Regions from separate parts of the Zea mays genome. Here region 1 is linked to region 2. Evidence: chromatin contacts called from public Hi-C data. All regions are on one chromosome and are shown on one strand. Each heading gives the region's core, a stretch centred on a gene start, on an enhancer-like site or on the middle of the called end of the contact. The rest is flanking DNA. Distances are from core to core; before and after follow the strand shown. Region 1 holds the start of LOC100285618 (COV1-like protein). Region 2 holds the start of LOC100279613.

Region 1 (6,307 bases), core at 578-3,077, 300 kb before region 2:
TGGAAGCCACACTCACTCACCAAGTCATGGATGAGAGGAGAGAGTGTGGAGAGCCACACGCGCGCGCGCTCGCTCGCCTCGCCTGGCCGGGCCGGGCCGGGCCGGGGCGAAGGGCGCGGGCGCACGACATGCGCGTGAATGGTCCGCCGAAATCCGGCCCCTCGCCTTGCGGGGGCGCGGCTACCTTTTGCCGTTTGATTTTTTGGTTTCTTGGTTGTTACACTTATCCTAACCGATCCCTATAAAATCTCAACTGATTGCGAGATTTTCGTGGGCGGATAAGCACGGGGGTCGCGGACTCGGCCCTATAAAAGGAGCCCGGCAGCCAGCCTCCAAATCATCCCCAGCTCCCAGTTCGCTTTCGCCTCTCTTCATAGCTGAGCCGCCTTTTAGTTCCCTTCGTCCCGACCGCAGAGGTGCATCTGCGATCAGGAGAGCAGGTCTCCGGAACCCTTCGTCTTCTAGATCCTGCACCGGGAGAGGGCGAATAAGGTTTTTGGGAAGCGTCTTCACGCGACTGCTCGTGATCTGCTGACCTCGTCGACCCTGCTGATTTCGCTACTTCGACATCGTCGACCCTGCTGATTCCGGCGCGTGCCATCGATCAGTAAGTCTAATCAGTACGCATCATCTGATTTGGCTTGTTATTTCAGTTCTTCTGATTTGGTCATGATTTATATTCGGAATTTAGATTGGAATTTGTCTAATTATTCAACAGAAAGACTTGCAACATTCAAGCCAAGGCCAGTTTCTCATCGAAAATTGTTAGCTCAACATGATCCATTGTGCGTGAATTTCCTACCTCCAAGTTCAAATAACCAGGCACATTGAAAGGTTCAGCAGACATCACCATGTGAGCGTCATCAAGGATCTCCGCTGAACTATCTCCAAGCAATGTAGTTTCAGTTCTTGGTTTCTCTTCTATAATCCAATCCCCTTCAAGATCAATAGAAAGCAAACTATCTTCGGTGTGTCCATACATAACATGCATGTTTAAGTTTGATGAAGGTCCAACATCATTCAACTTTGGCTCTTGCATGCTTGCATGTTGGTTTATTAGAACTGTTCTTGAGATGGATGTCGTTCTCCATGGTTAAGAAGCCAACTTGAAACCATTCCATGTGCCTTCTGATGGTTAGGAGTACTGAAGACCCGCCCACCCCAGAAGGCAACATTCATACACAAAGCTTTGAAGACCTCCCATGCGATGACACCCCATTGGGATTTCCTCCCACAACACACGTCCAGCTCAAGAGGCCGGAGACATCGTATAAGAAGGTGAACACCTGAGAATCTTAGCGGAAGACCAACTCAAACCGTGAGCCATCCACATAAAAAACAATCACTTTTAGAAGCAAAGGGAGATACTCACAACCAAGAGACAGTGAACCAACATGCAGGTCAGAGTGAGACAATTGATCATGGACGGGGAGGAAAAAGCAAGAGCACTCGTTAAGTGTTTTTTTTTAAAATATACAGAATAAATAATTAAATAGAATTACTATTATTACAAGGATTCACTATAAAAATAACATATAGACATATATATACTATGATTCACATGACATAATATTTTTTAGCTAATAAGTTCATAAAATCACATAATAATATCATCACATATTAAAATTTTTTATACTTTAGATCTATTCGGTCTATTTAGGTTTTAAAGACTAGGAACCGAACCTAGATCCATATCCTGAACCGAATTTGAACAAAAAAAAACCTGAATAGAAGTTAGAGTCCAAGTTCAGGTGTTCGGTTTTAAAACGTCCACTCCTGGCCACCTGCACGTCAGCACGTGCCCCATCCTCGCAGCCGAATCACAAGCGGGGCCAGATCGCACGGGCTCCACGCGAGGGCAGTTCGGTCACTCCCGGCGGCGTGTCGCTTTCCAACTCGGCCACCAGACAGCCACATCAACTGCTTCGGTGCTTCCGCAGTTCTGCAAGTGCTGTTTGGTTTAGCTGCCTCTTGCCGCTGGCAGCCAGCGGAAGCCAACCACCTTGTCCCCGTCGAGCACCGAGACCGCGACTCCTCACCGCACTGCGCCGCTCGCGAGAACCTCGCGTAAGCTTCGGCAAGCAGCATCCGTCCCGCCGATCGCAATGCCGGAGGACAAGGAGTACGCGCCCCTGCCACTCGGCCAGGCGGCGGCGCCTGACCCCGAGGACCCCGTCAAGTCGCCGCCGCGACCCAGCTCGCCTGCCACGTCCACTCGCAAGGTCCGAATCCGTCTCGCCCTAGACCCTACCCCACCCTGCAGCTTGTACGGTTCTACCATACCCTAGTCGCTTCGCTTGGATCTGGTCGCGGTCGCCCCTGTGCGGCCGCGCTGTTCAAGTTGAAACTGCCTTTTCGCCCTTCGGACTTCCACGGTTTCGCCTCCTTTCCTTTCTCGGGAGGGAAGCAGGCGTTGGTCTTGTGCGGGACCTGACCCACCTGACGTCTTTGTGGTCAAATTAACTCTTTGATTTTATTTTTCACGTCTAATATTTTGCATCGGTTCTCGTAGTGCTGGCATGAGCACTTTCCATTGTTATCGTGAAAGGCTGAAATCCACTGGTTGTGGCTTGTTCGAAATGAAGGTTTACGGGGTATAACATGATTTCTTCTTCGTGACACCAAATGCAGGCCACGCTCGCGTTTGATGCGTCAATGCTTTTGTTATGTGAAGTAGGCACTGATTTAAACGAGAGACTTTTAATTATCATCAAGGAATATTTGGGCCGAATGCTGTATTTTATTCTACTGCACATTAATTAGACTTGAAGCAAATTTTGGCATAATATAGATGTCAAGTTAGTCTACAATAACTATCAGTCTATCACGATGTTCTTGGCTTCAAATGTTTCTTGATTTTGAACATGCAGGATTTTTGCAGAGGCAATACATATGACCTAGTCATACAGTTTCGTTACCAACAATAGAAATATGATAAATTAATTGTGGCCGAGTGTTAGCCTCAACTATCTAGTGGACAAATAGTAGTCCACATATTTAGCCATTCTACCATTTTTCCACCGTAAAGGTTTATTTATGAAGCCAGCAATTTTCACATCATTTAGATACCATGGGAATGAATTTATTCCAACAAACAAAACAAAATGTGTACCCCGATTTTATTGTGTCACTTTCTTGTTTTTCTTGATGCACCCAAATGATTTTTTTTTTGTTCCTCTACATTCATGTGCCAGGATTTCGAACAGTTCTTGTAGCTAATATCTTCATTTCATAATAGGCATGCTTTGCTGTTCTTCAAAGCTGGGTGTCAAGAAAATTTATGACCGGATGGTATGCTTCACAAGGACCAATTCAGATACTTTGCAGTGACTACAATATATCTATGCTAATATCCTGTTTTGGCTGCCTACTTTGTCTCTGCAGTGTAGTTCTTTTCCCAATTGCTGTCACATTCTTCCTCACGTGGTGGTTTATTCAATTTGTTGATGGTTTTTTCAGCCCACTCTATGCAAAACTGGGGTTTGACATGTTCGGTAATTGTTTATGCTTTATTTGTGGTACTTCTTTGCCATGATATATTACTAAAATTGTAGAATTGTCAATGTCATAATTTCATTTTTCCTTTTATTTTTATATGCTGTATAATGTTGTTATGACGTAAGCATTTTACAAGTTTTTTCCCCATGAGTTCTTTGTATTCGATCTAGATTTAATCTTCAGAAGGAACTAAGAAATGCAAACCCTATCTCAGGGAAATATAGGTGTTTTTTGTTCGACCATTTATTTAATACCAGTTTCCTTTGATGTGGTGTTAATTGGTCCTGAACTCTCCCTGTATTACCAAAAAACAGATTCCTGAAGTGTCTGAGTACATGGTGAATTGTTATGGTTTGTACAGTGCAGATAACCTCATTCTTGAATTCGTAATCTTTTTCTTGTGACAATTGCTTTTGACAATGTTTCAGGCCTTGGATTTTTTACCTCCCTGGTGTTCATACTTCTTGTTGGAATCTTTGTGTCTTCTTGGGTGGGTTCAACTGTCTTCTGGGTTGGAGAATGGTTTATAAAAAAAATGCCATTTGTAAGGCACATATACTCTGCATCAAAGCAAGTTAGTACTGCTGTTTCACCAGGTAATGTAATTTTTTTTCATACGCAGCTCCAATTCTACGTGCACCAATGTTGTCCATCCATATTATCTCTTCAAAAAATATTTTAGCTTTCCTGTAGAGGAGTCTTATTGTTATGGGCAGTTGATGGGGCCAGTTGGGCTGGGCCTATTGGATTGAGCAGATCCATTAGGATAGAGTTAGTTGGAGATAAGATTAGGACAGAGTTTAGAGATAAGATAGATTTGGTTAAGATATTTGCATAGGGGTCAAGTTGTCTCTTTAAAAGGGACACCCTTCTATCAGTTGAGATTAAGCAGAAATTAGATCAAAGAAGTGTAGCTCAGAGCCTCCAAGGGAGGGCGAGTCACGGATCTATCGACTATCCCATCTACCAATCAATAAACCACATCACCTATACATTTCCATTGTCTGCACGAAAAACTGGTAAGTTTTAGATCACGTAAACTTTATGCTTCATAAACAACATAAACAGTTTGTTGGTCGCACTTCTGTTTTGAAAGCCACAATACGTTTTTAGTGCAATCCAACTTAAGTGCATTAAGGATGAAATGGAGCGCCTCTTGGTAAAGGAGGATGAGGTCACACCATGGATGGCGAGAGTATTTTAATAAATTGGTCAATGAGGAGAATGAGGACACAACCTTTCAGTTAGATGACTCTTTTGATGACACCAATAGATGCTTTGTGGTAGGATCGAAGAATGTGAAGTTAGTGGGGCAGTGAAAAGGATTATAGAGGGTAAGGCGATGGGCCCTGATGGTATCTCAACCGAGGCATGGAGATGGCTCGAGGAAATAGCTATAGTATGGCTAACAAGTTGTTTAACCATATATTCCGATCAAACAAGATGTCTGACGATGAAGTATATTGGTGTTGATCTACAAGAATAAGGGAGATATTCAAAGTTATACTAATTACCGAGGAAATAAGTTGATGAGTCATACTATGAAGCTATGGGACAGAGTTATCAAGCATCGTTTGAGAGGAATAACGAGGATCCCTACAAGGCAATTTGGTATTCATGCCCGGAAGGTCAACCATGGAAGCTATTTTTTAATAAGACAAGTGATGGATCAGTATAGGAATCAGAAGAGGACCTACATTTGGGTTTCGTTGACTTGGAGAAGGCTTACGACAAAATACGAAGGAATGTTATGTGGTGGCCTTTAGACAAACATAAAGTTAAGGACATGTACATTGTACAATAATATTGTGACTAGTGTTCGAACAAGTGGAGACACAGATGACTTCCCGATTGAAATAGAACTACATCAAGGATCAACTTTAAGCCCTTACCTTTTTGCCTTAGTGATGGATAAGATAACATGGGACATACTAAGAGAAATCTTTTGGTGTATGTTTTTTGTGGACGATGTAGTGCTAGTTGATGAAAGTCACACAAGAGTAAATAGAAAACTAGAGTTGTGGTAGGAGACTCTAGAGTCCAAAGGTTTTCTACTTAGTAGAACTAAAACGAATATATGATACATGACTTTGACACTTCTGCACACGAGGAAGGATACATTAGTTTGGAAGGTCAAGTAGTGCTAAGAAAGGATACTTTTTCGTATTTATGATCAATGCTACAGAGAGACGAGGATATTGATGAAGATGTTAGCATTGAATCAAATTAGGGTTGATAAAGTGGTGTTAAGCATTTGGCGTTCTATATGATAAGAGAGTACCACAAAAGCTAGAAGGCAAGTTTTATAGGACGACCGTTAGACCTGCTATGTTTTATGGTGCAAAATGTGGCCTACAAAAAGACATGTCCAGCAGATAAGTGTTATAGAAATGTGTATGTTGCGTTAGATTTGTGGTTATACAAGAAGGGACCGAGTCTGAAACGATGATATACGTGATAGGTTAGTGGTAGCACCAATTAAAGAAAAGTTTGTCCAACACCGGTTGAGATGTTTGGACATGTCAACGGAGACCTCTAGAAATATTAGTGCGTGGTGGGATTCTAAGGCGCGATAGCAATGGGAAGAGGGACAGCCAGACCGGGGAAGGCCGAAGTTGACATGGGAAGAGGCAGTAAATGGATACTTGAAGGGAAGACCAAAGATTTAGCTTTAAATAGGACTGCATAGAAAATAGCTATCCATGTATCTGAACCTTGAATTGTGGTTTCTGTTGGGTTTTAATTTTAGCCTACCCCAATGTCATGGTCGGACGCACGTATGTGAGGCGACGTCGTGCCCGTGACGTGC
Region 2 (6,368 bases), core at 1,444-3,943:
TAGAAATAGAAACGAGTCCGAGAGAGAGGGCGCAAAACAAATCGTGAGCGAATAAAGAGTGAGACACGGTGATTTGTTTTACCGAGGTTCGGTTCTTGCAAACCTACTCCCCGTTGAGGTGGTCACGAAGACCGGGTCTCTTCCAACCCTTTCCCTCTCTCAAACGGTCACTTAGACCGAGTGAGCTTCTCTTCTCAATCAAACGGAACACAAAGTTCCCGCAAGGACCACCACACAATTGGTGTCTCTTGCCTCGATTACAAATGAGTTTGATCACAAGAAGAATGAGAAAGAAAAGAAGCAATCCAAGCGCAAGAGCTCAAATGAACACAAATATCACTCTCTCACTAGCCACTATTGATTTGAGTTGTCTTTGGACTTGGGAGAGGATTTGATCTCTTTGGAGTGTATAGAATTGAATGCTATAACTCTTGTAATGTGTTGAAGGTGGAAAACTTGGATGCCTTGAATGTGGGGTGGTTGGGGTATTTATAGCCCCAACCACCAAAATATGGCTGTTGGAAGGCTGCAGTCGCATGGCGCACCGGACAGTCCGGTGCGCCACCGGACACTGTCCGGTGCGCCAGCCACGTCAGTAGACCGTTGGGGTTCGACCATTGGAGCTCTGACTTGTGGGCCCTCTGGGCTGTCCGGTGGTGCACCGGACAGGTCCTATAGACTGTCCGATGTGCCTCCCGCGCGTGCTCTGACCTCTGCGCGCACTGTAGCGCATTGAATGCGGTTGCAGTCGACCGTTACGCGCGAAGTAGCCGTTGCTCTGCTGGCACACCGGACAGTCCGGTGAATTATAGCGGAGCGCCCTCTGAATTTCCCGAAGGTAGCTAGTTCAGCGTCGAGTGCCCTGGTGCACCGGACACTGTCCGGTGCGCCAGACCAGGGTGCCTTTGGGTTGTCTTTTGCTCTCTTTGTTTGAACCATTTCTTGGTCTTTTTATTGGCTTATTGTGAACCTTTGGCACCTGTAAAACTTATAGACTAGAGCAAACTAGTTAGTCCAATTATTTGTGTTGGACAATTCAACCACCAAAATCAATTAGGAAAAAAGTGTAAGCCTAATTCCCTTTCAGGATGCAAGGATTAGTGAGAGATAAGCATGTATTAGTCATGTATAAGTGAAATTAGCTTGTTGAGCTCACTGTATGACACCAGAGGCGTACGTATACGTATGAGCATGGAGAAAATTATGAAGAAAATATTTGTAGGGACTTTAAAAATGATTCTGAATGTATTTCTCATGAGGAAAATATTTGAAGAATTATCGGTGGAATATTTGGTCAGTGTTTCTGAAAAGAATTTGAGAGGATTATTGGTGAAATATTTGTATGATATTTTGAGGAGGATTTTGGAGAAAAATATAGACCACTATATTTTATTTGTTGATATCAACTTACAAACAAGCTTTTTGAAATGAAATTTAAAATTCATTTTGAATTTAGAGCGAGTTTGAGAAAATTTTCAAGATTTGAATTTTTGGGTACTACAACCCTTCAATCAGTCTTTTACACATCCTATATATTATATCAACATAATACAAATGGAGCGGATCATAGCCTATTTTAACTAAAGTTGGTGCTCGGAGTAAGTTTAGAAATCTAGATGCTGCTATTATCGTACATGTTCGATGATCTATACACCAAAACTCAAAGGATTCGAGACTCAAATGACCTAAATGCATTTTACCTGTATGTAGTAGAGCTGGGTAAGGGCTAAAGTGGGTCATGCCCCAAATAGGCTTAGACCCGTTTTAGTTCTATGACTAAAACTATTCAAAACACATTAAATAAATCATAAGAGGACTAAAATATTCCTTAACATTTTCACGTCACTAGTGCAACTGAAATAAAGAAGAGACAAAAGTGGAATTTACATGATTTAGTCCTTTTTTGTCACCTACTGAGAGACTAGAAACTAAAACAATTTAGTTCTTATTTTAGTCTCACCGTTTGATAATTTAGGAACTAAATAGAACTAAAATAAAGGAACTAATCTTTAGTCTCTCAAACTAAACGGGACCTTAGAATATTTCTTAATTAAATACATGATTTTGCTACTTCAAATTACTATAAAAATAACAGGTATGCCCCCGTCCCTTTGCCTTTCCCATCAGTTGGCCCCGTCTCTTTTTTCTTGTGCAAGCTCGGCCACTGCCTATGCGTGCTAAATAGAGCCATATCCGTTTGCCTTTACTCTATAATCACCCACCATTCAAGCCTTCGTTGAGGCCGAAAGTGATGTGCACCCTGCATAGGTCGCTTCAAGGCATGAAAAGGACGGTCTTTATCGTATCCAGTAGTACATACTGTACAAAATACAGCTGCTGGTTTCACAGCTCGTCCAATCATATATAACACGGCAGTGGGCCTTTGGGCCAAAGCCCAAAAGACGGCTGGCCTGCCGTGCGAAAAACGCTGAGAGCCACGTAACGGCACGGCAAAGCGAGTCCAGCGATCCAGTCCAGCAAGCACGGTGGCGCCGCGGCCCGCGAGATCCGTAGCGCAAGGGGGCACCACCGGCCACGCAACGTGGCGGCAGGACCGAGACCTCCCGGAGTCACGAAACCCGAAACGCCCTCCTGCCCACGCGCGAGATCCTACGGCAGACGACCGACGAGCCCACCCCCGCCCCACGCTGATTGTCTGTCTCACTGTGCCGCGCTCGCACTCGGCACGGCAGTCGTCTCGTCGCCATCTCCCCACCACCTCGTCACCGCAGACCATGCCCCCACGGGGCCCCCGCGCGGCCGTGGCCTACCGGTGAACGCCACCCAGACACACGGGACCGCGCAGCCGGCGAGCACGGCATCGCACATCACGGGCGCGGCCAAGAGGCGGGAGCCGTGCGCTGCGAAGTGCGGAAGCGCCTGTTAATTGCTCTCCCTCCAGTGCCGCGCAGTGCGCACAGGGTTTTAGGAAGGGGGCGACACCGGTATCGCCATTCGCCAGCCATGGAATCCGCAACGGCGGCCGTCCGCAGCGCGTCGCTAGCCCGGGCCCGGCCCGCGCCGCTCGTCCACGGGCGCGCGCGCGGGGCGGGTCGCGTCGTGGGCGCTGGCCTCGCCGCGCGCGCCCGGCGGAGGGCGCTCGTCGCCGTAGCCTCCCACCAGGAGCACCACGAGCCGCTCCCGCCGCGCGCGCAGGAGGGCGGCGCCGTGGCTGTGGCGACGCAGGTGAGTCGCGGCGATCCGGAATCGTGCGCGCGCCTTCTTCTCGGCGTACTGTGATGCCCTGATGTTTTGAGGAGTTTTTTTTTAATGCAGGCTGACGAGGCGGAGGTCCATGCGATTGACGCTCCGGCGGCTGCTGCTGAAACCTCGTCTTCCCAACTGGGTAAGTCGGAGACGATGGATGGTGCGAAACTTCTAAATCTGTTTGATCCCGAATGATGGATCCTTACTTTTTACTGCGCCTTTGCCTTCCCTCCCAGCTGCTGGCAAGACAGTGCGTGTTCGATTTGTGCTGAAAAGGCAGTGCACGTTCGGGCAGAGCGTCTGCCTTGTCGGCGACGACCCTGCGCTCGGCCTCTGGGATCTGTCGAACGCGTTTCCTTTGAAGTGGGCGGAAAGCCACGACTGGACCTTAGAGAAAGTGAGCCTTTGTTTTGTGCGCATGCGCATTGTGTGCTATGATCTGCGTGCTTCTGAAGTGACGACGTCACCCTTTCTGTCTATCCTGTTTTGACCAGGATTTGCCGGCCAACAAGCTGATTGAGTTCAAGTTCTTGCTCCAAGATTCCACAGGAAAGTTGCATTGGCAGGGTGGGCCAAACAGAAGCTTTCAGACAGGTGAAACCGCCGCAAACACATTGGTTGTGTTTGAAGATTGGGGTGATGTGAAGAATCAGAAAATAGTAGAAGAGGGGGGAGTGGCGTCTGCTGGGATAGAACAAACTGTTGTTTCAAATGACAGCGAAAGCAGAAAGGGTACTGTTTTAGAAGCTGAGCTCCAAGTAGATGATAATCTGGTCCAAGAAGATGAATTCGTTGTTGCCAAGGAGGACAAGAAGCCAGCGGTTGCCACAGATGCTTCTGTTCAAGTAGATTGGGTGAAGACAGACGAAGCTAACCCTCAAAAGGTAACCTGTTTAATCAACACCTGTCGCACATGACATAGAGCAAACACAGTTTAATTCCATAAGCCTTTTATATACCTGTTAGTCTATTATGCTGTCTATAAGTAGTTCAGTGTACGTTCTATGCACGCTATCTGAAATATTTAACAGCTTGTAGAGTGAGTCTTAATGCGTTTACAAGTGACCACGCTGATAACAGTTGAGGGGTATTAACAACTGCACACTATTTTAATTCACCAGAGCACAAAAGAGTTTGGTAGTTCCTTGCTAAGTGTTTTAGGGAAAAATAATGGGAACTGAAAATTTATCTGGTGTTAGTATTCATTTGAATAGGAGGAAGGGGTTTCCTGAAGTGGGAAAAAGCCCGCAATCCAATAGCTATGTTTGATTGTTCAATTATCCATGTTAAGTGTACTCATTCGATGAGCCTTTTCTTTTTCTTGATCAGTCCAAGTTGCATGAGGAAATGGAAGTTCTAGACGAACTTCTTGGAAAAGAAAACATGGAGAACAGCGGTATTTCGAGCACTGATGAGAATTATGCTGAAAAAACTGGAGATGATATCTTGTTTGAGGATGGCGTTCTGATTGAGAATGGGTTAGCCACTGCTTATGAACATGATTTGCTTTGGGGTTGGAAGGCCCTGCAGCAGCTGCTGATGAGCCTGGGTTTCAAAATGGATACAACATGAAAAAGGCATAATCTATTGCCATATATCTAATGTTCGTATGTCGCAATTCGGATGCAATGGTGTTGCTTTCCAGGATAATTTGTTTTGACCCCTGAGGAGACTGCCTTGTGGATGTTCACGGAAAAGGCTTTGCACTCTAGAAAGCTGCTGGCATTGTGGTATTGTATGTATATAATATGTTCGTTTTCCAGGCGTGCTGTATCTTAGCAGGAATGAGAACCTGTTATTATAAATAATCAACCATCAGTTTTACTATCATCTGTGCTCGAAACTTATCCTATCTCATCTCCGTGAAGATGTTATGGTCTGCAGACGCTGCATGGGAACTGTATATACGTGTGGTGAGAAAAATGTCTTTGACAAATGTGGACAATATGATAGTAGGTTCTATTTCTCCTTGGAATGTAGTTGTCTCAGTTGTTCCGTGTATTAGCACAGCTCTTAGGTTAGGTTGGTCTTATTTGACTAGTTAGAGACCGAGCCCAAAACCATGACTTTGATATCACTGTTAAAGATCTTTAACTTTAGCTCATAACCCTAGCCATTAGAAACCGTAAAACAGAGAGTCTAGCTTCGGAGTTTTGGGAGGTCACCATGTGAAGGTCGGAGTATAGTGTTGATGGCGACAACGGCTCTGATAGATTAGAAGCGGCGACAATCCTTTCACAAAACAGTCAAGTATTATTATTCTATAGCCTAGTGGTTGGAGGTGCTTTAGTAGCAACTTCAGATCCTAAGTTTAACTCTCAAGATCATATATAGGTTGGATAAAAAATTCCCAATCCTGTCGCTAAGGTTTAGGGATGTTTTGGCCAATGAGGTGAGTTCTTCTATCTCTTAAGAAATACCTTGGGAGGCCAACACCTGGTTAATCGAGTTTTTTATATACTACATATGCGATTTGAGCTCTTACAAGAAGGTGCGGGTTTTTTTATATACTGCGTATGCTTGAGATTTAAGCTCTTATAATGTGATTGGAAGGTAGATTTTTTATATATACAGTTGGTTACTCATTTTTGACTCCTTCAGGATATAAAAAATAAGACAACACAGTCAAATTAAGTTTCATCTTCATTCTTTGAATCAATTTCCTTCGAGGGAAATTGATTAAAGGATGAAGATGTAGAAAACTAACAGAAGATAAATGAAGGACGTTAAGGGTAAATCATATACAACTCAAGAATGAAGCATATAATTCAACCCTATTAGACATTTCTTTCTTCTACTCTTATTATTTAACAAAGGATCACAAATGTACCTTCGGCTATTATTGAGAATTACAATACGAAGGTAAGAAGAATACAACTTCGTAGGTAGAGTGAGACAGCTATTCTCATTAGTTATTTTCTGCAGTCAACCGGCCCCAATTTCCAACATGTTCTGTTAGCCACAGGGATTTTCCAGTTCCTGTGGTGGGATTTGGGGCCTAGTATAAGCTTACGAGTTTCATGCTAACTTGTTGATTGAAATATGGCTTTCCAACAAGATAGCAAAAAAATTCAACTTCAATTGGGGTCTTGGTTTCTTGCTAGATCCAGGATGTGCATAGATCAAGTCTGCTATTTTCTTGTTGCATGGTGCAGGTTTCA

Evidence for each region. Hi-C and Micro-C count contacts between places; a contact is called where the count stands out from the background.
Region 1: a contact with region 2 is called in a Hi-C map of leaf, with 2.8 times the contacts expected there. The contact joins the promoter of LOC100285618 here to the promoter of LOC100279613 in region 2. A contact is called at or near these places in 4 of 25 Hi-C or Micro-C datasets (ear, leaf and tassel).

The regions. Positions count from the first base shown.
Region 1 is chr6:161,386,423-161,392,729 of Zm-B73-REFERENCE-NAM-5.0, reverse strand. LOC100285618 (COV1-like protein) reads left to right here and starts at 1,827. Exons shown (of 8, transcript NM_001158509.2): 1 at 1,827-2,222; 2 at 3,239-3,291; 3 at 3,385-3,494; 4 at 3,927-4,094. The coding sequence starts at 2,106.
Region 2 is chr6:161,089,669-161,096,036 of Zm-B73-REFERENCE-NAM-5.0, reverse strand. It overlaps LOC100279613, which reads left to right and starts at 2,693. Exons shown (of 5, transcript NM_001152609.1): 1 at 2,693-3,186; 2 at 3,277-3,346; 3 at 3,444-3,604; 4 at 3,702-4,091; 5 at 4,537-5,033. The coding sequence starts at 2,965. The coding sequence ends at 4,779.